Linked DNA regions of Sminthopsis crassicaudata: region 1 is linked to region 2. A link is a contact called in public Hi-C data. All regions are on one chromosome and are shown on one strand. Each heading gives the region's core, a stretch centred on a gene start, on an enhancer-like site or on the middle of the called end of the contact. The rest is flanking DNA. Distances are from core to core; before and after follow the strand shown. Region 1 holds the start of DDX55 (DEAD-box helicase 55). Region 2 holds the start of CDK2AP1 (cyclin dependent kinase 2 associated protein 1).

Region 1 (5,129 bases), core at 488-2,987, 250 kb before region 2:
AACAATATGGAATTAATAATAACTGGCATGTCCAGCATTTTGAAGAAAAAGTTTTTGAGGCATGTTACCCCATCCCATCCTCACAACTATCCTGTGAGGTGAAGGCCAAAGCTTGGATCACTTATTTTAGAGGCAGGTCTTCCTATATAGTTGTTGACTACACTCCCAGCGCTCAGTATCAAGTCTTCCCACACATCTGTCAAAATTCATGCTGAAGGAAACCACAATAAGGGGGAAACTCACAAGAATCATATATATCACTGCTTCAAGTGGCTGCTAGGACTCAAATCGTTCCATTTATTATAGGCTTCCAACATTCAATATAATTTAATTCAATGTGATTAACTGAGCCTCAGTGTTTACTGAACACAATGTTGGCTATTGGAGAGAAATCAAAATTCACCCAAGATCTAGTTCCTACACATTGGTTCACAGTCCAGAAGAGGGATCCAGGTCACATGCACCCAGATGACAGCACAAAATAATGCAGCAAGTGTGTTCCAGAAGAACCAAGCCCAGGGCTATGTGAGGACACAACACACCTTCAGCAGCGATTACAATCCAAGCTAAGAACTGATGGTGACCAATGATGCAAGTATCATTTTACCTGCATTTTTTTTAACTTCTCTTCCCTCCTCAGCAGAATTTGCAGGATAGGAATGACAAAAGCCAGTGTTTTGCCGCTCCCTGTGACCTATATAGAGAACAAAGAAATTTGGGGTTCTTTAGTCAAAGGTCTTTTCTCTATTGTAAAAAAAAAAAAAAAAAAAGCCTGAGTAAAGACTTCGGAGAGTACTCACAGCTTCTGCAGCCACATCTTTGTTTTTCATAAAGAGCGGTATGGTTGCAGACTAGAGGAAAAAGAAGAACTATTTAAACACTCGGAACCTCAGAGGATGAGAAGGCAGATTTGGGGATCACCTCGTCCCACCCGGGAAGAGAGCTGACCCACCGAGGTCAGTGGCGAAGGCCAGGCCGTGGGGGGCTCCTACGCTGCCGCGGGCCCTCCCTCCTCCTGGGGCGGCTCTAGAAGAGGCGAGGCTGCCAGCTCTCTTCTCTGGCACAAACCGCAGGCCCGGGACGCTCTGCCCACTCTGCCCAAAGGCGTTAATCGTCCGGGCCGGACACAGACGTCTGCCCCGCCCCCTCTCAGCTTCCCGGTCCCGCTCTTCACACTTTCGGGTTTGCTATAACTCTGTCAAAGGCACTTTACACGAGTCCGAAGGCCGGATTCGACAGATGAGGAAACTGAGGCCCGGGGTGGAAAGTGGCATCATCACCTCGTCCTACAGCCCCTCGCAGCCTTCCGTGAGAAGGCTCCACAGCCCGGGCCAGTCACTGACAGCGGCTGGAGTCCCCGGACAGCCCACCGAGCCCAGACTCGGGATTAGCAGAGCCGCGGGGCGCGGGAAGGAGGCCGGAGACCCTTCCCGGGGCTCCCGCTCGACGCCGCCCGAGGCTCCGTGCAGGGGCATCCCGGACGGGGGCGGCTCCCCTTCCCCCCATGGCTCCCGGCCCACCGACCTGCACGGGCGTCATGCGGGGGAAGTCGAGCTCGCGCAGAGCCGCCAGCACCCCCGGGTGTAGCGGCACAGGCAGCGTCTCCCAGGCGCCTTCCGTCACATGCTCCATCCCGACTCAGTAGTAGAAGACAGCTGCTCTCCTCACTCCCCCGCGGCCCACATCCGCTTCCGGCGGGGCGCTTCTCTATGGCCCCGCGGAGCGCGGCGCACCGAGACCGAAGGTTCCGCGTCGGGGTGACGTTACGCGCCTGCGCAGAGCCGCCAGTGCCGGCTACCGCTTTCGCTGGCTGCCTGGAGCGGAGGCACGAGGTCTGAGGTATGCCCCGCCCCCAGCCTCGGCTGCCTCCAGCGGCGGCTCGGGCCTCTAGCGCTCCCGTACCAGCCGCTACCGAAGAAAGTCCCAGTAGTTCTTGGGCGTAATTGGAAAGTTAGCCGGGCACTTAATTCTGTGCCCGGAATTCTGCAGGACCCGGCTGTGCAGCCAGAGAGCCGCCTTTAGTGCAGAGTTGCTTTGTGCGTTTGGGAGGGTCATTTAACCCGAGCTTCTGCTTCCTCCCCGCCAAAGTGGGTCAATAACTCCCCCCCCACCGCCCCCCGTGGGTGAGGCTCAAAGCGCTGCGTTCCCGCCAGAAGTAATTACTAACTCTCCGCACCCCGGGCTCCTTGTGCCCAAAGGCAGACGAACGTTTGTCTCTGCTCGCCAGAGGAGGAGCAGAGGACTTGGGTCTGGACGTCTCAGCTCCGCGGCTTCCAACCCGTGAGACTTCCACGAGAAAGCGCTTTACGATCGTTCTTCCCGTTGCACGGAGGCCAGACCGAACTGTTTCGGACTTGGCTCGAAGACCTCCCGAGAGGGGGGAAGCCCTCGCCTCCCCAGCAGCCCATTTCCCTTCCAAGACGTTTTCCCGGCTGCAGTGCTGAGATCCCAGGTGTCGGCATTCCAACCCTCCCCGCATCTGCAGATCGCAGCCCGCACGCCGCCCGGTCCCGGGGCCACTCCACTCATCCTCTTCCTCTTCCCTAAAGCCACCCAGACGCACGGGTGGGGGTGGGGCCCCGGCTCCTTCGGGGTTCCTTCCAATGGAACACAGACGCAGGGTTCATTGCTCCTTACTACTGAGACCAGCCCATCCATTTCTTCCATACGGGCTTTGGCACCTTATATTATTGCTGGGTCACCAGGGGGTGCAGTCTGCTCACACTCAGCACTGACCTTGCGATGAGCCTCAGTCCTTCAGTTATCCCTTCAACTATCTGCTGTCAATAAGCATGCCCCCGTGCCCCCCTCCTCCTCCTCCAAAAAGCTCACATGCACCCGCCAGCCCAGCGGTCACCTACACCTTGGAGAGGTGGAGCTCTGGGTGCCTCCTCTTTATTCATTTTAACTCCTCCCCGTAAGACTTGCGACACCTTCATCCTCCTCCAAAGCTCCTAATGATGTCTTAGGTGTCAAAGCTAAGGGCCTTTTGGCAGTCCTCATACTGCCCAGACACCCTCAATAAACCTCTTGTGGTACTCTTCCAAGTATCAGAGACGCCATTCTCTCCCAGTGTCTCCTTCCTACAAGACCACACCATGCGGAAACAGACCAGGGGAGCCCTACTGGGCATTAACTCCCATGATTCCACCATCATCTCTATTCTGACGACTCTAAAATCTTATCCAGCCCTGACATCTCCGTCTGGCTATTATCTGTAGACATCTTAAACTCAATCTGTCCCCAAACAGATTTTTTTTTTTTCCCCAACTCACTTGCCTTCCAAACTTCCATCAAGGGCATCCCCATTCTCCGGGAGTCCCCATCCCCAGTCTGCTGAAGCCACCAATACCCTTCTCTCTCCTTGAATAGTGGCAGGTCCCCTTCCTCCTCCCCCCCCCCACCTGCAGATCCTCACCTCAGGCCTGGAACGTGGCACCAGTTGGTGGATCTGCAGCCTCCAGGCTCTCCCCACACCATTCAGCCCAGTGACCTCCCCAATTTCAGGTCCAACTACATAACCCGCTCTCCACACCTCCCCCAAACAACTCCACTGGATCCCTATGCCCTTCCACTTACACTTTCACTACCGTCTGTCCATCTTCTGCCCATTCACAGGGCAGTTCAGGCTGAGCTGGCAACATACTTATCTTTTTCTTCTCCCTCTGGGACTGTGTCCTTCGATGGTAAAGGAACTGGACTACCTGACTTGCCCGCTTCTGAAAACGGGTGTAGGTGACCCTGATCGGGTGACAGCCTATGAGTCCTTCTCTATGAAATGGGAGTGACAATCCTGGCACTGCCCACCTTAAAGGGAGGGCTGCACTCAGAAGCACTTTCAACTGTGACAGACGACACAAACAGCAGTGGCTCCACAGTGGAGCATCCTAGGCTCTATCTTCCCCACTGCTTCTGCAGCCAACTCCCTGGCACATCTGGGCAGATAACAAGAGATCTGCCATTATGGTTTCTCTTCCACCATCAAGAACAGAGGAAAGGCCATTCATTTCCCACAATCCATAGCTGCTTGGCCCTTTCCTGGGCCCCAAGTCTGCCCAGTGATCCATACTACCCCAGGAATATCCAATTCAGACAGAACATAAAGCAAAGCAGCAGCCATATAAAAAACAAAGTCAGAGGATCTTAAAACTCTGAATTCCTCATCTTTTACTATCACTTGTGAATTTAAACTCTCTGGGATCTGTTTTATAACATGGAGCTGGACTGAAACTTTTGATGGTTCTATCCATCTTTGGCAATTTTTTGATTCCAAAAAAAAATGATTGTAAATAAAAATGTAGAAAACAGCATATTGTACAAATTGTGCCAATTAGTAAAGATTCTGGACCTCCGGGCTGCTCTGGGGTTGAAATCTTGACTGTACCACCCCTTGCTAATGTAACCTTCAGGTAAAGTTATCCACACTGGGTCTTAGTGCCTAATCATGTATAAAGTGAGAATGCTGGAGCAGACCTTGAAGATCTGATCCAGTCCTAAGCTTATGAGCTGATTTCCACCGAGGACAATGGAGTAGTTCAGAAGTTCAAATTTGGCCTCAACCATTTCTAGCTATGATCCTGTATGTCTCAGTTTCCTCAATAGTAAAATGTAGATAACAGCAACTACTTCCTAGCATTAATAGTAAGATAAAATTAGATATCTATAAAGTGTTCAATACAATGTATGTGCTCACACATTAGGTGCTTAATAAATGCAATTATTCTCTCCCTTGCAGATTAATATTCCAAATAACCCTGTTCATTCTGTAAAAACAGCTTTCTAAATAAATTTTACAGGATAAGGGTTCCAAAGGCAATCTTAAAAAAAAAAAAAAGGAAAATTACCATCTACAAAAACAGAAAGGTAAGTATATGTACTGCATTGCTTAACCCCAACTATGGAATGGTTACAATTCTGTATTCTCAAGCCATTAATTTGCAAGCAGAACTTTTAAAACTATCACGCTTATAAACACATCTGCAGAAAATTCCAACTTTTATAGCAACTAAGTATTCATTACTCAAAGACCACAAAAATTCTGAAGTTCAGTAAAGTTCAAATTATGGCATTGGTCAAAGACAATTTTTTAATTTTGAGTTTTGCACGCAATTAGGGTTAAGTGACTTGCC
Region 2 (5,408 bases), core at 2,694-5,193:
TTCCCAGGAGAATTAATCACACGGGTAACCTGTTTCTTTGCCACTTCCTAGGTGTGTTTATTGTATAACTGGTAGTTGGAGAGAGGGAAGCTGAGCATTGGAGGTCAAATTGAGGCCTTCTTTTCCCCATGAATGATTAGTGATCAGAACACATTCCCTAGAACAATATTTAAAGGAGTGAATAAATATCATTCTGGTTTCTGGCCGCAGCCCTTGTTTCTCATTCTGGCAGGAATTGAAGTCTTCCTTGGAGAAAGGTAGAAGGAGCCAGAGATGACTCTTCCGGCTCCCTTTGTACATGTATAGGGGCCCGTCTCGCTATGTGTGGAACACAAAGTACCAGAGGGCTCCAGAATTGGAATCAGTAACCTATGGACGTAAATCATTTAGCCTAGAAAGGCTAAAAAGACTTCACTTTCCCCCTCTTTAAAATGAAGTTAGATTCAATCTCTAAGATGCCTTACAGTTCCACGTCTGTGGGCAACAAAGCCCCAACTTTCTCATCTTTAAAATGGGGATAAAAGTATTTCCAAAACCTCATAAGGAAGCAATTGGTAAACTTTCAAACAATAGAGATACCTAATACCTATGTTATTTATAATATGGCTACTAATAATGCTAATCGTCATTTATCTTGGTTTGTATTTATGATTTCATTGGTTTGGTCTGGAAACCTCTGCCCTAGGAGATGAGCAACAGCCCTGGTTAGTTTTCTTTTTCTTTTTTTTTTTTTTATTTATTTATTTATTTATTTTTTTATTATATATATTTTTATAATATTATCCCTTGTATTCATTTTTCCAAATTACCCCCCCTCCCTCTATTCCCTCCCCCCGATGACAGGCAATCCCATACATTTTACATGTGTTACAATATAACCTAGATACAATACATGTGCGTAAATACCATTTTCTTGTTGCACAATAAGCATTAGATTCCGAAGGTACATGTAACCTGGGCAGACAGATATTAGTGCTAACAATTTACATTCACTTCCCAGTGTTTGTTCTCTGGGTGTAGCTACCTCTGTCCATCATTGATCAACTGGAAGTGAGTTGGATCTTCTTTATGTTGAAGATTTCCACTTCCATCAGAATACATCCTCATACAGTATTGTTGTTGAAGTGTATAGTGATCTTCTGGTTCTGCTCATTTCACTCAGCATCAGTTGATTTAAGTCTCTCCAGGCCTCTCTGTATTCCTCCTGCTGGTCATTTCTTACAGAGCAATAATATTCCATAACCTTCATATACCATAATTTACCCAACCATTCTCCAACTGATGGACATCCATTCATCTTCCAGTTTCTAGCTACAACAAAAAGAGCTGCCACAAACATTTTGGCACATATAGGTCTCTTTCTGCTCTTTAGTATTTCTTTGGGATATAAGCCCAATAACAGCAATGCTGGGTCAAAAGGTATGCACAGTTTGATAACTTTTTGGGCATAGTTCCAAATTGCTCTCCAGAATGGCTGGATTCTTTCACAACTCCACCTGGTTAGTTTTCTTGGGGTGCTGAGAAGTTTAGGCAAGTGACCCAGGCCTGGACAATCAAAGTGGGATTTGAACCCAGCTCCTCCTGCCTTCAATAGAACATGTGCCTCTCTTGTACTCCTTCCTTAATGGCCTGGCTTTGACGACATTGGAAGTATTTTTTAAAATACCAACAGTTTTTTTTAATTTATCCTGTAAACATCTTGTCTAAGCGCAGTCGATCCCTCTTTCTCTCCCACTCCATTGGGAATTCTGTGAGAGCCAGGATCGCTTTTGCCTCTTTGTATTTCAGATACCTAGAATTGTGCCCGGCGCATAGTAGGAGCTTAATAAACATTTATGAACTGGCTGACTTTGTCCTCCTGCTCATTCATCTCCTCCCCCAGGGAACTTGGAATTTCCTCTTTGCCTTGAGGGCACCGTCCCGGCCGGGAGAGCTTTTTCTTAGTTCCCTCCGCTCCCCCAGAGCAGAGGGCTCTGAATGTGTCAGCCTTGATTTAAGCCTGCCAGGAAGGAGCAAGCCCCTGCCTCCCCTGCATGTGCTAGGCCAAGCTGGGCACTGGCTGTCCTTGCCCTTGTACCTCCTCAGTCTTTGTTCTGGTCAGGCTGTTCTCTCCACCCAGCGTGGCCTTCCCTCCCTGCTCCGCCAGTGACTCTCATCCGTCTCTCCCTCATCCTCCTCCCTCTGGGAGCAGAGCCTCCATGAGCCATGTCTATCAAGTAATATCAGTGGTTTCCCGCAAGCCTCAGGGTCTCAGTGTGTGCCTGCCATTGTTCTGTTTCTCTTTTATAATGTTAGAATATCTTCCATAATATTCTACTTATTAGGACCACATTTAACAGCTGACACCCAGGTAGCACCTTAAGGTTGACTTAAGTGCTTTCATTCATTCTCTGGAATGAATGAATGAATAAATGAGTACAGAGGCACTTAAAATGTCTGTCCCTGTGCCAAATACTTTACTAAAGCAGAAGATTCATAGAAAAAGTGAAATAGTGCCTGCTGGCCAAGAGGGAAGGGGTAGAGGGAAAAAAGGAAAGGAAACAAGCATTTATTAAGCACCTATGTGCTAGGCACTGTGTTAATTGCATTTACAAATATTTGATCTGACCCTTAAAACAACCTTGGGAGGTAGATGCTATTATTATTCCCATTTTCCAGGTGAGGAAACTGAGGCACATGGAGGTGAAATACCTTGCCAAGGGTCACATGGCTAAGAAGTCTCTGAGGCTGAATGTGAACTAGGGGTCTTCCTTTAAGGCCAGTGTATCAACCAACTGCCTCCGAGTTCATTCTTTTTTTTTTTTTTTTTTTTAATTGTTGAGGCAATTGGGGTTAAGTGACTTACCCAGGGTCACACAGCTAGAAAGTGTCTGAGGTCAAATTTGAACTCAGGTGCTCCTGACTTAAGAGCTGGTGCCCTATCCACTGCATCACCTAGCTGCCCCTTAGAGCTCATTCTAATGTAAAAAAGCAACACAGAAGAAAAGGTCAGCTCTTGGATGGAAGGAGAGGTGAGACCATCAACAATGCAAGGGGGTTTTGGGGGAGTGAGTAAATCGGGGGGGAGGGGTCTGGAGAGCATGTACATGTGCACACTGCTTCTTCCCCTAAGAGTGGAGCTCCTTGAGGGCAGGACCCTGTTTGTTTCTATTCCCATCACACATCACAGAGCGGGAGCAGAGGACGGGGTGGAATAAATGCTTGTTGACTGACTGAGCCTCACAAGCACCCAATGAGGAATGGGCTACAATACTACTTATGGCTCTGCAAACAGTGCTAGCTTTCAACCAGAAAGATGTGGATTCAGCTTCTGGGGAGACACAAAGTAAGGAGCGTAAGTACTAACTCACGGAGAATGTTCTGTAAAGCACTTCGCACACTGTAAATAAGCACTTATTCCTTACTTTCTCTCCCCCTTCTTCTTTTAAGACTTAACAGAACAGTACCCAGCCTTCTAGTCTAATTAGACACCCTCCGTGACCTGGAGGAGGCCTGAGAGGTTGTGCCTTGGTCACTCCTTCACAGGCCTCAGCGGGCCTAGAGGCTGGAGCCGAGACCCCCGTCACCTGCTCATTGCTTTTGAACCTCATGTGTAGGCCCACTCTGGACCTGGGACCAGGACCATGTGATTAAGGGCTGGTGCCAGGTCCTCCCGAACTGTGCAGGCCTGGGTCTCTCTGTGCTGGATCTTGGGCCTCTTTCTGTCTTGGGGCACGGAATACAATAGGGAGACAAACCCTGCTCTCCTAAAGTCTCCTGGGGAGCCCTAGTCTGGGCTCCAAAAACGGCTCACTGGCTTTCTCCATGTGGAAGAGTAGCCCAGGGCTTTCTCCAGTATCCAGGCAGAACAGCACAGCGGTTAGAGTGGCTGGCCTTGGAGCCAGAAGAACTGGCCCAGCTTCCTTCCAGCTCTAAGTCCAGATACAATCATCGTTGCCGGCTGTCTTCTGAGCACTGTAGATATCCCCCACGCAACTTCTCCAAGACAGAACTTTGTCTCTCCCATCACCTCCTCCAAGCTCCCCTCTCTCTGCCCCCTAGGCTTGCGCAGTCGACACCACCCTCCGCTATTCTCCTTCCTTCTGTCTGCAATGCTTCCTTGCGTTGTCATTTCTCCCTGAGCCTCAGTTCTTTATCTGTAAAGATCTGTAAAGAAAGAGAGTTGGACCTGAGAGGTTTTTGGTTCTTTCTATATAATCTTGAACTCTCCTGCATTCACCCCCTTCTCTGCCCTCCCCCAGCCCCCACCGTGTTCTTGCCTGATCATTGCAATCTCCATTCCTCATTCGCCCCCGTGGCCTGCTCCTCTCTAGGATGAAGTCCAAGTTACCTCGTGCTCTAGCCCCAGGTTCCCTCTCCTGCATGCCAGCCTTGCATCAGCCCCTGCAGCCCTCTGCCTGGCTGTCCCCCGTTCTGGGAATGTTCTCCCTCTTTAGCCCCGGTTCTTAGGGCACCAAACTTCCTTCGGCGCCCAACCCAAGCACTGCCCCCCTCCCCTGCAGGAAGACCATCCTGCCCCTCTCAGGCCCTGGTCCAAGGTCTCTGCCTCATAACCATGGCTTGATTGACAGCTCTTTGAGGGCGGGGGCAATCACATAACAAGCACTTAAAATGTTTATGGACTGATTGATTTTGTGTTTAATTATCTCCTTTTTGTTTCTTTCAGTCATGTGTTGACTCTCTGTGGCCCCATTTGGGGTTTTCTTGTCAAAGATACTGGAGTAGTTTGCTATTTCCTTCTCCAGTCCATTTTACAGATGAGAAAACTGAGGCGAAAAGGATGAAGCCGGCTGGCCAAGGTCACTAGCTTCTAAGTGTCTGAGGCAGGATTTGATCTTAAATCTGGCACTCAGCACTCTGGCGCCACCTAGCTGCCCATATACAGAAATATGTACACATATTAATAAAAATGAGACATAAGGTTTGTCAAGTGTTTTTTGATTGGTTGTCCCAACAACCTGGGGAGCAGGTACTGTTATTGTCCACATTGTATAGAAGAGGAAACTGAGGCAGGCGGAGGTGAAGTCGCTTGTTCCGGCCGCAGGGCTATCTGAGGGGAGACTCGTGCAGTGTTCCACCTCCCAGCCTGGGTGACCCCGAGTATTCTCTACGCTGACGCTTCTCATACTTCCCCAGCTCCTCCGGGGCCTGTGCCCCTCACACAGCCAGCTGGCGGCTGGGCACAGAGACACGGATGTTTCACGGGCATCTTCGGCTCAGCGTGTCCGAAGCGGAGCTTGTTCCGGGCTGGGAGACCCAGACACGGGCAAAAAGCCAGGCCCTGCTCGAGGAGCTGACCGTGTGGGGAGGGGGCGCCACAGCCAGGTTGGGGGCACCCAGTGTCAGGAGAATTCCTGAGGGAGGCCTGGCAACACATGGTGCGGTTCTCTGCGTCTCATTCTTGAGAG

Evidence for each region. A called contact is a pair of places that touch in the nucleus more often than the background predicts.
Region 1: a contact with region 2 is called in a Hi-C map of fibroblasts, with 5 times the contacts expected there. The contact joins the promoter of DDX55 here to the promoter of CDK2AP1 in region 2. A contact is called at or near these places in 2 of 2 Hi-C or Micro-C datasets (fibroblasts and hippocampus).

The regions. Positions count from the first base shown.
Region 1 is chr1:34,355,419-34,360,547 of ASM4859323v1, reverse strand. DDX55 (DEAD-box helicase 55) reads right to left here and starts at 1,737. Exons shown (of 14, transcript XM_074299151.1): 1 at 1,525-1,737; 2 at 801-851; 3 at 608-694. The coding sequence starts at 1,632.
Region 2 is chr1:34,104,665-34,110,072 of ASM4859323v1, reverse strand. It overlaps CDK2AP1 (cyclin dependent kinase 2 associated protein 1), which reads left to right and starts at 3,943. Exons shown (of 5, transcript XM_074298963.1): 1 at 3,943-3,956.